Linked DNA regions of Mus musculus: region 2 is linked to region 1. The links are chromatin contacts, called in public targeted proximity ligation maps. All regions are on one chromosome and are shown on one strand. The core of a region is the stretch at or near the end of the contact, and the rest is flanking DNA. Distances in the headings are between cores, read along the strand shown. Region 1 holds the start of Ltbp3 (latent transforming growth factor beta binding protein 3). Region 2 holds the start of Malat1 (metastasis associated lung adenocarcinoma transcript 1 (non-coding RNA)).

The links.
Region 2: a contact with region 1 is called in a targeted proximity ligation map of neural stem cells, with 5 read pairs. A contact is called at or near these places in 1 of 39 promoter capture datasets (macrophages), 3 of 484 Hi-C or Micro-C datasets (embryonic stem cells and muscle stem cells), 8 of 130 datasets of targeted methods (the NIH/3T3 cell line, bone marrow-derived macrophages, embryonic fibroblasts and 4 more) and 4 of 9 other capture datasets (adipose tissue, liver, macrophages and 1 more).

Annotation. Positions count from the first base shown.
Region 1 is chr19:5,738,141-5,745,555 of GRCm38.p6, forward strand. Ltbp3 (latent transforming growth factor beta binding protein 3) reads left to right here and starts at 2,760. Exons shown (of 28, transcript NM_008520.3): 1 at 2,760-2,845; 2 at 3,195-4,422; 3 at 7,300-7,415. The coding sequence starts at 4,101.
Region 2 is chr19:5,800,010-5,807,424 of GRCm38.p6, forward strand. Malat1 (metastasis associated lung adenocarcinoma transcript 1 (non-coding RNA)) reads right to left here and starts at 2,663. Exons shown (of 1, transcript NR_002847.3): 1 at 1-2,663.

The DNA.
Region 1 (7,415 bases), core at 1,510-4,009:
AATTATTTAAATAAAAATATTTTATGTGTATTAGTGTTTTATCTGCAAGTATGTCTGTGCACCACATGCATGCAGTGCCCAGTGAGGCCAGAAATGGACATCTGATCTCTTGGGACTGAAGTTAAAGATACTTGTGAGCTGCGATGTGGGTGCTGGGAATTGAACCAGGGTCTCTTAACTTCTGAGCCATGTCTCCGGTCCCTGAAAGAAGTCTGTCTTTCTTTCTTTCTTTCTTTCTTTCTTTCTTTCTTTCTTTCTTTCTTTCTTTCTTTCTTTCTTTCTTTTTCCCCCTTTGGTTTTTTCGAGACAGGGTTTCTCTGAATAGCCCTTGCTGTCCTGGAACTCACTCTGTAGACCAGGCTGGCCTCCAACTCAGAAATCTGCCTGCCTCTGCCTCCCGAGTGCTGGGATTAAAAGGGTGCACCACCACGCCCAGCAAAAGAAGTATTTCTAAACAAAAATAAAAATCTGAAGTTGATCTCTGGTCTCCACTAGCAAGTGAATACACACAAACCCCCCACATGTGCACAAGTCCCCCTCCCATATACAGAACTACACAGACATATACACACAAAATAAATAAAAGACAGCTCTGACAGCACACACCAGGGGAGGGACGACAGCTGGGGAAGACCTGCCTTAATGGTCTGGAATGGCCATGGTCTCCTTGGCCTTACAGAATTGTCTTCTACAAAGATGGCGGCTATGGATGGCTGTCAAGAAGGCTGGAAAAGGCAGTAGAGCATGGTGGCCGAGTGTGCTCAGCTGCCTCAGTTTACCCTGCAGATCTGCTCCACTTCCCTGCAGTATATTAGGTGGTCATACTACTGCACTGCCAGGACCAGCAAAATTGGAAACAAGAGGAGATTAGAGATAGCATCTATTGCTTGGGCTCCTTTCTGACAAACTGCAAGGAGGGACTCAGGGGTCTGTTGAGGGCCCACAGTTGTCTGAGGTCCGTCCCCCGCCCCCCCCCCCCCCCCCGCCCTGCAGCTTCAGGTCCAGGGTTCTCTTCAGTTAGCCTGGGCATATAAAGGCTTTTCTCATAGTCTCCTCAATGGTGATGAGTAAGGTCTTCCCTCCGATATTAGTCTGTGAGTACAGCAGGAGGGGGTGTCTTTCCTAGACAGTCTCTCCACCCTGCTTAACTCACCAGCCTGAAGGGTACCAGCCACTCCTTGCTGAGGCCCTGAGAGCCTAAGGAGTCTACCAAAGATCACATCTGTGGACAGTCACTGCCAGACGATCTAAGCTGGACTCATTGCTCCTTCCTGACCCTGAGTCCCTGCAGCAGCCCAAGACAAGGGTTGTCTCCACTCCCACTCACAGCAACACATGCTGCTGGTCATATACTCCTTCTAGAATGTTCCTTTTGGCTTTTCCACATCAAGTTCCTTTCATGTCACTCTGACGCCCCTACTGGGTCTCTGGGATAACTATCTCTCCTCCCTGGTGCACAAGAATGGCAGCTTGCCTGTTTCTGTGGGCCCTTCTCGTGAACTACTGAGTCACCTTTCCCACAGAGTAACATTCCCTGTGTGCTCAGGAATGAGCCTATGTTCCAGTCTGTCATGGGCTCAGGTGTCTCTGCTCAGAAGACTTGAAAGGGACCTCCATAGTGTCCCTCTCCTGTCTTTTTCTCTCACCTGCCAGGGGATGAAGCCAAACCCTGAGACCACATCACCTGCTTCTCTGTATCATTTACTTCACAATGGCGCGACTTTCCACAGTCCCAAATCAAACAGCCACATCCTTCCAAGAGGTGTGCGGTGGGCAGATCCTCATCGGCCCTGATACAGTGCCCGCTGATCCAAATTCCTCACAGTGACTTACATACCCACTCAGACCACAGCTGCACTGCCCTCTGCCCTTCCCACCGTGTTGCTCGCCTGGCTTTTCCTCTGACTTGGAAAGGACAGCGGTTTTTTTTTTTTTTTTGGTTTGGAAGTTTGTTTGTTTGTTTGTTTTCTCACTCTTGACTCTGCAAGACTCATTGCAGTCCTTTTCACCTTTCTCGGCTTCCCAGCATGCCCCAAGGCTCCCCTCATTACTTCCCTTCACTATGGAAAAGCGTGTTTGAAGGAAGCTGTCCCAGACCCCCACAGCCCACCACTCCTTTTGTTTCACAGTTGGGTGACTAGATCTCATTCCATGGGCAAGAATTCCAAGGCTTGGAGAGCACGAGATTCCAAGCCTGGACTGTTTGACAGCGCCTTGTTCCAAGGTGAGCCTCTGCCTACTCTGCACAGGGGAGGGTCAGGTTTACACCAGTTCAAAGGAAAAAATGAATGTAAGAGCGCTCAGCACCACTCCTGCCAGGTGGAAAGTATTCAGTGTTACTGTTGCAACAGTGTTACTAGAGCAGGGGGAGGGGTCCCCCCTCCCAAGTCCTCCTAGATTCTAGCAGCAAGGAATCCTCTTGGGACACAGAGGTCACCCCCTGCCAGCATTGCAGCAGTAGGCTGTACTGAGCAGCGCCTGAGCTACTGAGCAATTCAAGCAGAACTCATCAAATGGCCTCCCTCAGTCCCTCCGAAGCTACCCAAATAAACTCAGCCTTAAAGTAAAAAAAAAAAAAAAACCAAAAAACAAAAAAAACCACCATTAGCTCTTTGGAAAGGTGTGCCTAAAGCCGAGCCCAACCCCCTCTTCCCATCAGATTACCACCCCCTGATTCCCCTGGAGAGGGCCTGGCATGAACCAGACTTGGCATGGTTCTGACCCTGGTCACCCTTAGCCCTACTAAGTTCTTTTGAGTCAGACACTGGATCCTGGGGCTTCCTAGCACGTTCTCACAGTATTGTCCAGATCCGGGACACCACAGCCTCCCCTTTCAGACCAGTGAGTAAGTCTAGCTCTTCTACAGCCTTGAGCAAATTCAAGACCCTTCCCCACCCCCCTGTCAACCCCTGCCCCAGGGCCCTGCTGGGCTTCTCCCCAGCCCCCTGAGCACTCAAGTAGCACTCCCTTCTCCGGCTGTTAGCCTGGGAAGGGGGCCAGGCCCTGAGCTCAGACCTTGGCGATTCCAGAGTGTCTGAGGCCCAGAGCCAGCGCCGCCAGCCAGGCCAGACGAGGGGAAGGGGGGAGGTGGCAGGGTGGGCACCAGGAAGCCCTCTAAGGAGCGGGGGGGGGGGGGGGAACATTGGCAGGGAAGCCAGGTTTCTAGCTTTGTTCTTTCTGCTCTTCTTCTTGAGGCCACAGGGTTCTCCCCGGCCAGTAAACCCTGGCCAGAAGGTGCTCTCTCCTGCTTAAATCCTTTCCTTCGAGAGAAGACAGGACCAGGAATAAGGACCCATGACTTCAGGGCTTCGAGAACCCCTACATGTACAAAGGCCAATGGGCAAAAGTTAACAGACCTCTGATCCTCCAAGCAAGGACCATCTGCCTCGGTTTCCCCATTTTGACCAGGTGGAAAAGTAGTTGGGCGGGGGAGGTGTGCACAGGCCTCTGCACCCCGCCCGGAGGAATCTGGCGGAGTCCCCAGGTGAGGATTCTTCTGGAAAGAACCCAGGTCGGTTCCTGCGCGGGGCGGGCACCTAGGGGGCTGCCCCCACTCCAACCGGCGCCCTCCCTGCCGCACATCGTCGCTTCTCCGGGCAGCAGCGAAAGACGCTTGAACCAGAAGGAAAAAGAGAGAGGAGAAAAAAAAATTGTCTCCCTGGCCCCGGGCCAGCGTCCCAGCCCCCCTCGCCGCCGGCGCGCTCCAGCCAGGGAAAACAACTGCTCACTTCTCCCTGCGTCCTCCCCGCGCGCTCCCTGCTTCCCGGCGGCCGCGGGAGAGGAGCCCGGCCAGGGGGAGGCGCGGAGCGGGCTGGCCGCCCGGCCTTCCTCTCCCCTCGCTCCTCCTCTCCGCCTCCACTTGCTCCGGCCTCCTCGCTGCGGCCTCAGTTCGGGGCCTGGCTGGGTTTCTCCCGGCCAGGGAAGTTTCTTCGCTCTACCCTCAGTGCAGCTTCCATCGCTCTCCCTCGCAACGGGGATCCCGGCCGCTCCTGCTGTCCCCTCCCTACCCTTGGCTTCTCGCCCCGCTCTGCCCTCTGCTACCAACACTCGATCCCCTGCTCGGGCTCGACCTCCAATCTCCGAGGGTCGTGCGGCCCCGGATGCCCGGGCCCCGAGGGGCTGCCCACGGCCTGGCCCCTGCGATGCGCCAGGCCGGGGCATTGGGGCTGCTGGCACTACTCCTGCTGGCGCTGCTGGGCCCCGGCGGCGGGGCCGAGGGTGGGCCGGCCGGCGAGCGGGGCACAGGCGGGGGCGGGGCGCTGGCCCGCGAACGCTTCAAGGTGGTCTTTGCGCCAGTGATCTGCAAGCGGACCTGTCTGAAGGGCCAGTGTCGGGACAGCTGTCAGCAGGGCTCCAACATGACGCTCATCGGAGAGAACGGCCACAGCACCGACACGCTCACCGGTTCTGGCTTCCGCGTGGGTGAGGGCCAGGGGGCTCTGGCTGGGGACATAAGGAAGGGCAGGCAACAGCACCAGGCAGGAAACAGAGTGGAGCATTGGGGATAAGAGATGGGGAGCTGGGATACATCGATCGCGGATCTGGGGCCAGGGCTCTGAGAGGCTGCGGTCCATGGAAGACAGAGTGAGGTGCTGGGCTTTTAAGTATTGGATAAGGGTTGAGGCTTAAGCTCGGGTCTCGGATGACACAGAACTCCTGGGAGGTGCTCAGTTTGAAGAGGGAGCGTACAAGGGGTTGGAGAGATGAGAGCAAGGGTAGGAATTCACGCAGAAGGGGGTAAATATTTCACCCCCCAAACAGAAATCTTTCAACTGTCTCAAGTTTGGCCTGGTGGAAGGAGACACCTGTGTTCTCAGGAAGGCGGAGCTAGGATCAGGACTGGAATGAGGGACTTAGCTCTTGGCAAAATCTGAGGGGAAAAGGCTTTGAGGCCTAAGAAGTAGGGTACTAAATAATGGCACTGACCTGATGGGGGGAGAGAGAGGTGTCATTTGGGGTCCTCAAACAGCTAGTCTGTTACCTATATAACTCATCCGTTCCTATATAACTCATCCGTTCCTATATAACTCATCTGAAAGACCCTCAGAGCTGCCTCCACTCCAAGTCTGAGGGCCTCCTGGTCAACCTAGAGCCCACCTCTTCCTTTAGCCTCTCTCTAAAGAGAAGGCCTGGTGCTCAAGACTCCTCCCCTGGGGCCCTGTGGGCTAGGCTGGGGGGAGGTGTCCCAGTGGTAATTACCCTCCTGGACAGGGTAATTAGGCCGTGCCCAGGATGGTACCAGGAAAACAGCCCCTCTCACACATTCTTATGTTCACTCACAGCTTCGGACTCAAGGAGTCCCACTGTGTGCTTCCCAGTTCTCATGAGGACTCTGTGTGTGTGTGTGTGTGTGTGTGTGTGTGTGTGTGTATGTGTATGCACACATGTGTATACACACGCACAGGCTTTGGCATGGCACGATGTGATCACTTCGTGTTCTGTGTGTCTACAGTCACTGTCTGGGAGTGTTTACACAATGAGCCCGTAGTATTTGTGTCAGAAGGAGTCTGTGTAGGACAGGATGACTGTGCATGTGAGCGTATGCATGCCCAGCCTCTCGGGCCCCCTGCAGGGCCATCCTGTGCAGGCTGCCGTCTCTGTCTATGCTGCCCACATCCCCCAGGCTCAGTGCCCGGGCCACAGTGGGAGGATGTCACTGAGAGGTCACACTCTCACCACCATGGGTGACTCACTGGAAAGCAGGAAGAAGAGGATTCTGCCCCCTCTGGCCCAGGACACACCTCTGTTGCCCTTGAGGCCTGGTCTCCAGAGACTAGACAGGATGGGATAGGCTAGTATGGGATGCTCTTAGCCCACCCTGATGATCAGGAATGAGTTAGGGCTGCCCTGTGAGTGTTCAGGAAAACAACACAGCCACCTTTCCTCCCCAGAATGCCGAGGAGTGGCCTTAGAGCAGGCAGGCAGGCAGGAGAGGAGCTGCGGTTGGGACTCAGGGACCTCCTTTGGAACACAGTGCTGAGGACCACCAGGCTTTGCCCTCCAAAATGCCTTTCATAGTGGTAAAGGCAAATATGACTACAACTCGGGAAAGTGCCAGCCAGGCTAGGCAGAGGGTAGAGAATGGGAAAACCTTTCCTTTCTGGGAGAGACACGGCCCAGAATCAGATCAGGACATGAAGCAACTGGCAAGGAGTCAGGAATATAGGGACAGATAGGCTATAACCATGAGAACACTGGCACACTGGTAAAGGGTGGATAGGTAGGTCCTAGGCAGGGGTGTACAGGGGCTGAACAGAGGGAGTTGGAGTCAAAGAAGGTTCTGGAACATGGCCTCAAACGTAAGACAGGGAGTAGAAAAGTAAGATGAGTGAAGGGGGAAGGGGTCTTCTCTGCTAGAACTTTGCCTGAGACACACACACAGTGAGCTCCAGGACAGACACACAGGCCTGTGAAGCAAGGCCTGGGGCACAGGGAGCCGCCTGCTGATGCCCACAGTCATCCAGGTGTTTGTAAGATTGGTGGCTGGGGAAAAGTCAGAAAATCTCCCCAGCACCCACAGCCCAGCCAATCCGGAGTCGCTGAACCTGCCCCCGACTCTTTCCTTGTCCCCCTCCTGTACCCATGTCTTGAGAATAGACATGGTTTAGATCTGGAAATCCCCTACTCCCCACTGCTCCTTTATTTAATTATGCTGGGATTGTGGACAGGTGGGCAAAGACCCTGAGGAGGACCAGAGATAGGCTTAGGGGACACTGTAGAGGCTGCAATTGGGACGCTAGAGTCTGTTACATGTGGCTGAACAGACAAGAATTCCCAGGGGTACTCCCAGGGAGACAGAGGTCTGTCAGTATCCTGGACCAGGTCCTGGTGAGGTTAGACATGGCATGTCGCTGGCAGCTATATGAGCTGAGGTAGGTAGCAAGATGGAGGGAGGAGATGAGGATGAGCTAGGGGAGAAACTTGAGACCTGAGCTAAGGGGAGAGCTTTGGTTGTCACTTCTGCACACTCTGTTCCACACTGGAGTAAGAGTCTGTATAGACAGTGCTCACTCGTGGGAACATTACCACCGGAGATGAGGCCCAGACGCAAGGGCCAGGGAAATAAGGCCTCAGAGAGAAGGGCATGTGGCCAGGAGTTAAGCCTGGAACTTTAGACTCCACAAGTCCTGGAGAGAAAAGTTTCGGGGACCTACAGAAGGCCATTTTCATGTGTGGGACCTGTTGTCAGTCAGGTTCCCAATAAGAGCAGAGCTAATGGGAAGTCCACACAGTGAGCCCAGGATGTGGGTGAGGATGGCCTGAAGAGAAACCAGGCCCTGACCCCTGTCTCCTCCTCAGTGGTGTGCCCTCTACCCTGCATGAACGGTGGCCAGTGCTCTTCCCGAAACCAGTGCCTGTGTCCCCCGGATTTCACGGGGCGCTTCTGCCAGGTGCCTGCTGCAGGAACCGGAGCT
Region 2 (7,415 bases), core at 1,413-3,912, 62 kb after region 1:
CACAAGGCCACAGCCAACTAAGTTTTACCCCTCCCCTTTAATGAAATATTTTAAATCACGGTGCTGTAAAACTTAACTTCAACCTCTGGCCTAGCCAAGCTCCTGAGGTTCTCCTGAGGTGACTGTGAACCAAAGCCGCACTGTGCTGACTTCAGCGGCAACTGGGAAAACTCTTCCAAGGACAAAAGGCAGCTCCAGTCCCTGAAGGTGTCGTGCCAACAGCATAGCAGTACACGCCTTCTCTAACCCAGTGTGTCAACACAACTATAGCATCTGTGGAAAATCTTAGAAAAAAAACGTTTCCCCCACCCACTCCTCCCTGTTAAGACCACTCCCAAATATTTCAAGTAAAAGTGTTTAGGATTTTACAAATCTCATTAAGGGAGGGGGAAAGAGTAAACTACCAGCAATTCCGCCATGGCCAGCTCCTCCACACTCAGTGTGAAAGCTAGCATCCATCCTCTACTTCCTACAAACTGTAAACCTGGCGAGCTCTGCTTATCCTGAGAGTGGATTTCCTTTTTTCTGGTTCCCTTGAGTCATCTGCCTTTAGGATTCTAGACAGACCTAAGGGGAAAAGAACTCAAAATATATTTTGCCCCCATTCCCCCAAAAGCACTTTGCCCAATTACCTCCCCTACACAGGAGTGAGGCTTGTGGTAGGTCATCTGTTCAAACTACAACGTCTTACAAAACTGGGAGGTTGTGCTGGCTCTACCATTCATTCCCCTCTGAGCGGTTAAAGACAACTTGCCATCTACCATTCTTCTTTCTGGGCCTTGGCAGTCAGCCCTCAAAAGCTTCTGACAAGATGCAAGAGGACATAACCCTGAAAAAGAAAAACCTACAACACCCGCAAAGGCCTACATACAGCCCCAGATATATCTCTTTACACAGAAGCCTACAACTCCCCCATAACTATTAAGACAAAGTAAACAAGTTACCATCCAAGTTACAGAAAACCACCACCATGTTGCCGACCTCAAGGAATGTTACCGCACCGCATGCTCTCCCTGCAGCCTTTCTTGCACACTGGCATGCTGGTCTAGGAGCCGCTATCTATCCTCTCCACAATGCCTGCTCGCCTCCTCCGCGCAGTTGACAAGCCAAGCCGCCAGCTAGCTTCATCACCAACTCGCTCTCGCTCCACCATCCTGGAACCCTTTCCCAGCTTCACCACCACATCCGTATGGCTCCTTCTTCCTAGCTTCCTCCACCGAACCGCACTCTTTCCTGGGCTATCTTCACCATGCACTGCTGCTGCTGGCTCCTCAGTCCTTCCTAGCTTCACCAAACTGGCTTCGGGACTCCTGTCTGCCGCTCCTGTCTTCCTAGTTCACTGAATGCACTTCTGTGTAGACCTGGGTCAGCTGCCAATGCTAGTCGTTAGGATTTTAAAAGCACCTCAGCTCAAGTCCAATGCAAAATGCTGACAATCTTGAAACTGTTATCAAAAGTCCTTTTGTCATCAAGCAAAATTAAGCTACAAGTTAAGGCTTTTAATATTCTTCTAACTCTTCAAAGGCATTCTGCCTTAACTTTTTACTTCAGTCCTAGTAGCTTTGATTGCTAGCTTCAATCTTGTATGTGGCTGTCTAAAGACTCTTCTAAACTGCTCGCTCCATCAGAAATTTGAACTTATGGCTTTAAAGATAATTTCCTTCTGACTTTATATCTTATCCAACCTTTTGGCCTCAATCTTATCTTCTTTGCCTATCTTGAATGCTGGCATCCAAAGTTGTCTTAACTTCCATTTTGTTTTTCTATCTTGCTTCTTTCTATCTTCTATTCTTCGGCTTCCTACTACCTGTGCCTTTAAGTACCTTTTCTGTCTTCTAAAGATGCTTTGTCTTCTATTTTCCTATCTTCTCTAACAGCTTTTTCTTCACCTTCCTGTATGTCTTCTTCGTCTTTCACTTCCATTTTCTAATCTTCTTTCTCCAAATACTAGCCTAACCTTTTTGTTTTTTCAAGACAGGGTTTCTCTGTGTAGCCCTGGCTGTCCTGGAACTCACTCTGTAGACCAGGCTGGCCTCGAACTCAGAAATCCGCCTGCCTCTGCCTCCCAAGTGCTAGGATTAAAGGCGTGCGCCACCATCGCCCGGCTAGCCTAACACTTCCATCTTCCCTGTTTCCAACTCATGCCTTCAAACGTACATGCGCCAGTCGAAGGATTTTTATAACGGCCGTCAACTTAACCTACTTTTCTCAATCTTTTAAAACTACACCTCATTTTCAAACTATTCTCTACAACTTTACTGTTTTAAATGCCACTTAGATTCTATTTAGGTAACCTTCGTTTTAATCTACAAGGCCGACCTTCAAACTAGAACCTTTTAGAACTTCACAAAACCTCCCTTTACAATCTCCTAAACTGCTCTGGTCAGCCTCCATTATACAGTACAAATACTTTTCTCCTCATTTCCTTTTTCAAACTGTTTAAATAAGCCTTCATGTTATCTCTTAAGATCTTCTTAGATTATTAAGACTAAGTAATATTTCGATAAGCTACTCTATTAGCTTAAGTTTAGAGTTCTAATTCTTTTTACTGCTCAATCTTTTTAATTAAAAACTTATCTGCGATTTCCTCGGGCTGAGTCTCCTGCCTCACGAGCTCAGCTGTGCTGCTCTACGCTGCTCTGCTCTCGCTGCCTGAATGCCTGACGCAGAGCCCGGAGCGCCGGTATTTATTGCAAAGGGACACGTCACTCCACCGGAACCTAGTAACCCTCCACCACCTTGGTGAAGGAAGAAAAATAGTTCCTCAGAGAGTTAAAAATAGATCCTGACTTCCAAGTTTCTAGATTTTTCTTGACGTCGTGTGGGCCTCTTGGACCTTGCTAATACAGAGAAATGTTTAGCTTGTACCAGCTAAATAGGTACAAATAGGTTTAAAATTTCTGGTCACAAGGAGAAAAAACATGAACTAATAGCTATTAAAAATGGGAGCCCCAAGTTTTTCAGATGTTTCAACACCTTTTGCGTTTTCCTGGGAGGACAGAGGGTATAGCGTATGTTGCAAGTGTTAAAACAGGCTTTCCCACAGCTTCAGCTTCCACTTCCCATTTTGTAACTCCCCGAGCGGCTGCCATTTCATGCGAAACAAGATGGAGGTCTCTCGGAAAGTGACCGGCCCTGCGAGTGGCTTCTGAGGTGGTGACACTTTGTACTGGTTTATACTGGGAATGCTCCTGTAGGGACGACCTGCAGCCTCCGGCTGCTCTCGGGGCCACTTTTCCGAGCCCGGGTACACGAGCGCTTTGGTGCTTGCCTACGTCCGCCATGTTAGGCTGCGGTCTCAGCCCAGCAAGGCCATGGTCGCTGCAGGTGAGGGCACGGCGACCTTGGCGGCCATGCCGAGCACCACCCGCACTGCGCTAATAACCGTCAGAGCCCGGCCCGTGGCGGCAAGGTCCCCAGGTCTATCTCATCGCTTCCTAAAACTACGACGGAGGGGAAAGGATGTTTTTCTCTTTCTCCCAGGACCATGGAGAAAGCGTCACTGGGCGCAGAAAGCGGGGGCCGCGCCAGGGAGGGCGGGGAGGACCGCGGAACCCGTCGCGAGGACAAAGGGGGTGGGGAGAGGCGCAAGGATACGCGGGTCGTGAGTCGCCGCCTCCCTTTGTGAGCTGCTGAATCGAGGGCTGGCAGCCGGCCGGGTTCGACCGGTTCTAACCGGTTCCAGCCGGTCTAGGCAAAGTTTCTGCTGCAGAGCCTCGCTGCGCAGGCGCGCCCCGCCCCGCCCCCAAGCGCCTTCACCACGGTGCTGGAATGACTGGTGTGGGAGCAGGGCGGCTGCGGGGGGCTGTGCTGCAGTTTCCTGGTCGCCCCTTATTGCGGCCTACTGGGCCCACGGACATGGCTTTTTTGGTCTCTATGTCATCCATTAAGTGTTAAGACACATACTTTGCTCGTACGTTTACTTTATACTCTAGAATTTTCAAAGGGAAGCGAGTCTCGGGTTGATCCCGTAAACTGGAGGCTGCCTGGATTTTTAGAAAAGCTGCTGGAGTCGTGGGAAACAGCGCCCCGGGGCGCATTGAGATCCAGAGCTCGCGATCGCACACGGCCTGGCGGCACCGTCCTGCTCCCCACCTCTACGTTCTAGGACCTGTGAATAGGGAGGTTTGGGCAGAGGCTTTCCCAGGGTAGACAGAACTTAATGACCATACAGGCTGATAGTCACTAAGGACATAAAATTACATGAATATTCTATTATAAAACTAAAGGAGAGAGGCACCCTTAGACTGAGGTGGGGCTCTAGCAAAGCTGGAGGTCCAGTGTTAGACCATTGCCTCCCTTCCCATCCCAATGGCCAGTTTAAGCTTTTTCTTTCTTCCTTATTTATTTTTCCTGAGACAGGGTTTCTGGACCAGGCTGGCCTCAAACTCAGGTCCTTACACAAGTGCTGGATTAAAGCTGTGTGTACCAAGCCTGGGGCTTGTTTAAGCAGCTTTCAGGTGACCCTTGCAAAACTGCCCTACTTTTCTCTTTTTCTGTCTGTAAGAAGCCCTAAAGAATGGAATGTTACTGAGTGCAAACGGTTCCTCTCTAGAGGCACACTTGATGGATGCTTTGGGCCTGGAAATTTTTTAGAATTTTAGTTCTGAAAGGACAAAAACTTGAGTCACCTAAATTATGGGCGGTGATCTGAGTGTCGGGCATCTGTGATTCATCTATAATTAGGCAAAGTTAACTAGCAGAAGGTGTTCTTCATCGTTCCTCTTAACCTACCCACCTCCCTCTCCTCCCCCGACCTTCTGTTTCTGCTTTGCTTCTGCTGGGGGGAGGGTCTAAGACCGTTCTGGAGGCCAGGGAAATGAAACCAATCTTTAAAATGGTAGGGCTGGATCTCTGCAAGTTCGGGGCCGGCTGTTCTACATAGAGGGTTCCAGGTGAGCCAAGACAGATAGGAGACCCCACGCTTTGTTGTTGTTTCTTTAAAAAATAAAATAAAAATAAAGTCACCAGGCAGTGGTGGCACACTTGGGAGGCAGGGGCAGGCAGATTTCTGAGTTCAAGGCCAGCCTGGTCTACAGAGTGAGTTCCAGGACAGCCAGAGATACACAGAGAAACCCTGTCTGGAATTAAAAAAAATGATAAAGTGTATAGGGTGACATGTTTTGAGACAGAGTCTCACTGCCATATTGTCCTAAAACTGTATCCCTGGCTGGCCTGGAAACTCAGATCTGTCAGGATCTACCTTCTGAGTGCTGGGATTAAAGGCGGGGCTCACTTCTGGCATAAACTATGGAGATTTGTTTTGTTGTTGTTGTTGTTGTTGTTTTAGAAACCCTGCAGATAAGGGAAACTAGGCAAGCCTTTCCCCCTTCCTTCCCTCGCCCCCTAAAGTGCTTGTCTGTAAGTCCATCTTCTTGATTCCTTCACACATCATACAAACTTTTCCTTGCTTTTGGAATGGCTGTGCGGCACTGGGCAACTCCCAGGGTTTGGAGAGAGAAACAGGCAGCAGGGTCACTCCAGAAACTACCAAAAGACATGGTTTATGAAGGCAGCAAGGGAGTTCCCAGTGAACGCCACGGGAATATTTCTAGAGAACATTCTGGATTACCTTTTCTTATTGCTAGGGCCCAAATGCCCACTGTCTTCCCCCTTCTTAACTTTTATTTTACTTCACAAACAGGCTTTGGTAATTTCCAAACCACTCTGATTCTCATCCTCTTTTGTTTCGTGGGTCTTTTCCAAAGTTAAAAGATTGAACTCGGCCAGGCGTGGTGGCGCACGCCTTTAATCCCAGCACTCGGGAGGCAGAGGCAGGCGGATTTCTGAGTTCGAGGCCAGCCTGGTCTACAGAGTGAGTTCCAGGACAGCCAGGGCTACACAGAGAAACCCTGTCTCAGAAAACCAAAAAAAAAAAAAAAAAAAAAAAAGATTGAACTCAAGACCTCAAGCTTGCTAGGTAGACAACCTACCTCTGAGCTGCATGCCTAACTGTCTTTTACTTTGTATAGAAGGGTCTCACTGTGCAGTCCTGGCTGGCTCAGGCTACCACCAACACAAAAAAGAGAAACAGCCATTTAAGCCAGTCACCTGCCCTGCTGCTCCTCTCAAAGGAACCCAGTCAAAACCAGAAGAAGCTCTGAGTGCCTGTTTCTGGCATGCACATCACTGACAAACATCCCTGTGACCTTGGGCAGGAACCCAATAACTTACTTATGAGTGGTAATTTCCTAATGTGCAGGAAGAGAGGATGAGAGCCGGCTGGAAGAAGCTGATTCTGTAAACAAAGGGGTGGGGCAAGAACATGGAGGATTTTAGACTTCCAGGCTGTGGCCTAAAGGAGCTGTGACCCTGAAAGTGAGTGAAGCAGCAGTAATTCAGAATTAAGACAGTGGGCCAGAAATCCTCCGAGCACACTGGAGTCCACCCACCCCTTGGAGGTTACAAAGGCCTCGGCTACTTCTCCCTTTCAGTTTAGTCCTGGGAGCCAGAGACCAGACTGGGCAAGCCGACCTGCATTCTTCCTGGGCCTGGGGAATGATAGCCCATCCTGGAATTTTTATCTATTATGGCACAAGGCAGGCGGGGAAGAGGGGGAAGGGCTCGGAGGTTGCAGGGAGATTTTGTTTTCTAAAGACTGAATTTGCAGTTCCCACCCACCCACTTCCCAGGGCTGATTTTTTTTTTTTTTTTTTTAAAGAACTTTGGAACAATGTGAACCTCTAAGTTGGCTACACAAACTTGGGCAACTCCCACTGTAGGAAAAAAACCTACCGAGATGACAAAGTAGAGATCGGTCATGTGGGAGAGAGCATTGTTTCAGGATGGGGGAGGGGTGAGAGGGTGGGGGTGGGGAGGTCGGGACAGCTAACAAATGTATCCTGGAGAAAGGGTAAGAGTCCCTCACTGAGGCCCACTTTACACAGAGAACCTGGGCCCAACAAACAAGTTCCAGGAACAGAAAGTGGCTGTGTCATTGCGTTCCTAAGATGAGGTGGGGAAGCAGCAGCCTGTCACAGGAACTGAGGTAACCGTGGAGAGAAGCCGCCACTGGATCCTGTCTTCTGCACTTGCCTGCTTTAGCAGTTTTAGGAAGGGGCTGATGACCGGCCTGAGACAGCTGAGCAGGTTAAAGGTGCTTGCTGCTAAGCCTGGGCCTGACTTTCAGCCTTAGATCGCACAGGGAGAAAGGACACTGCCCTCTGACCTCCCAGGACACACAAAATAAATGTTTAAAAATCAGGGATGCGTGGCACATGCCTTGAATCCCAGCACTTGGGAGGCAGAGGCAGGCGGATTTCTGAGTTCGAGGCCAGCCTGGTCTACAAAGTGAGTTCCGGGACAGCCAGGGCTACACAGAGAAACCCCGTCTCTAAAAACAAAAACAAACAAACAAACAAAAAATTAGGGACACTAGCTGGCTAATGGTTGCACTCGGATCTCTTGAGTACCCG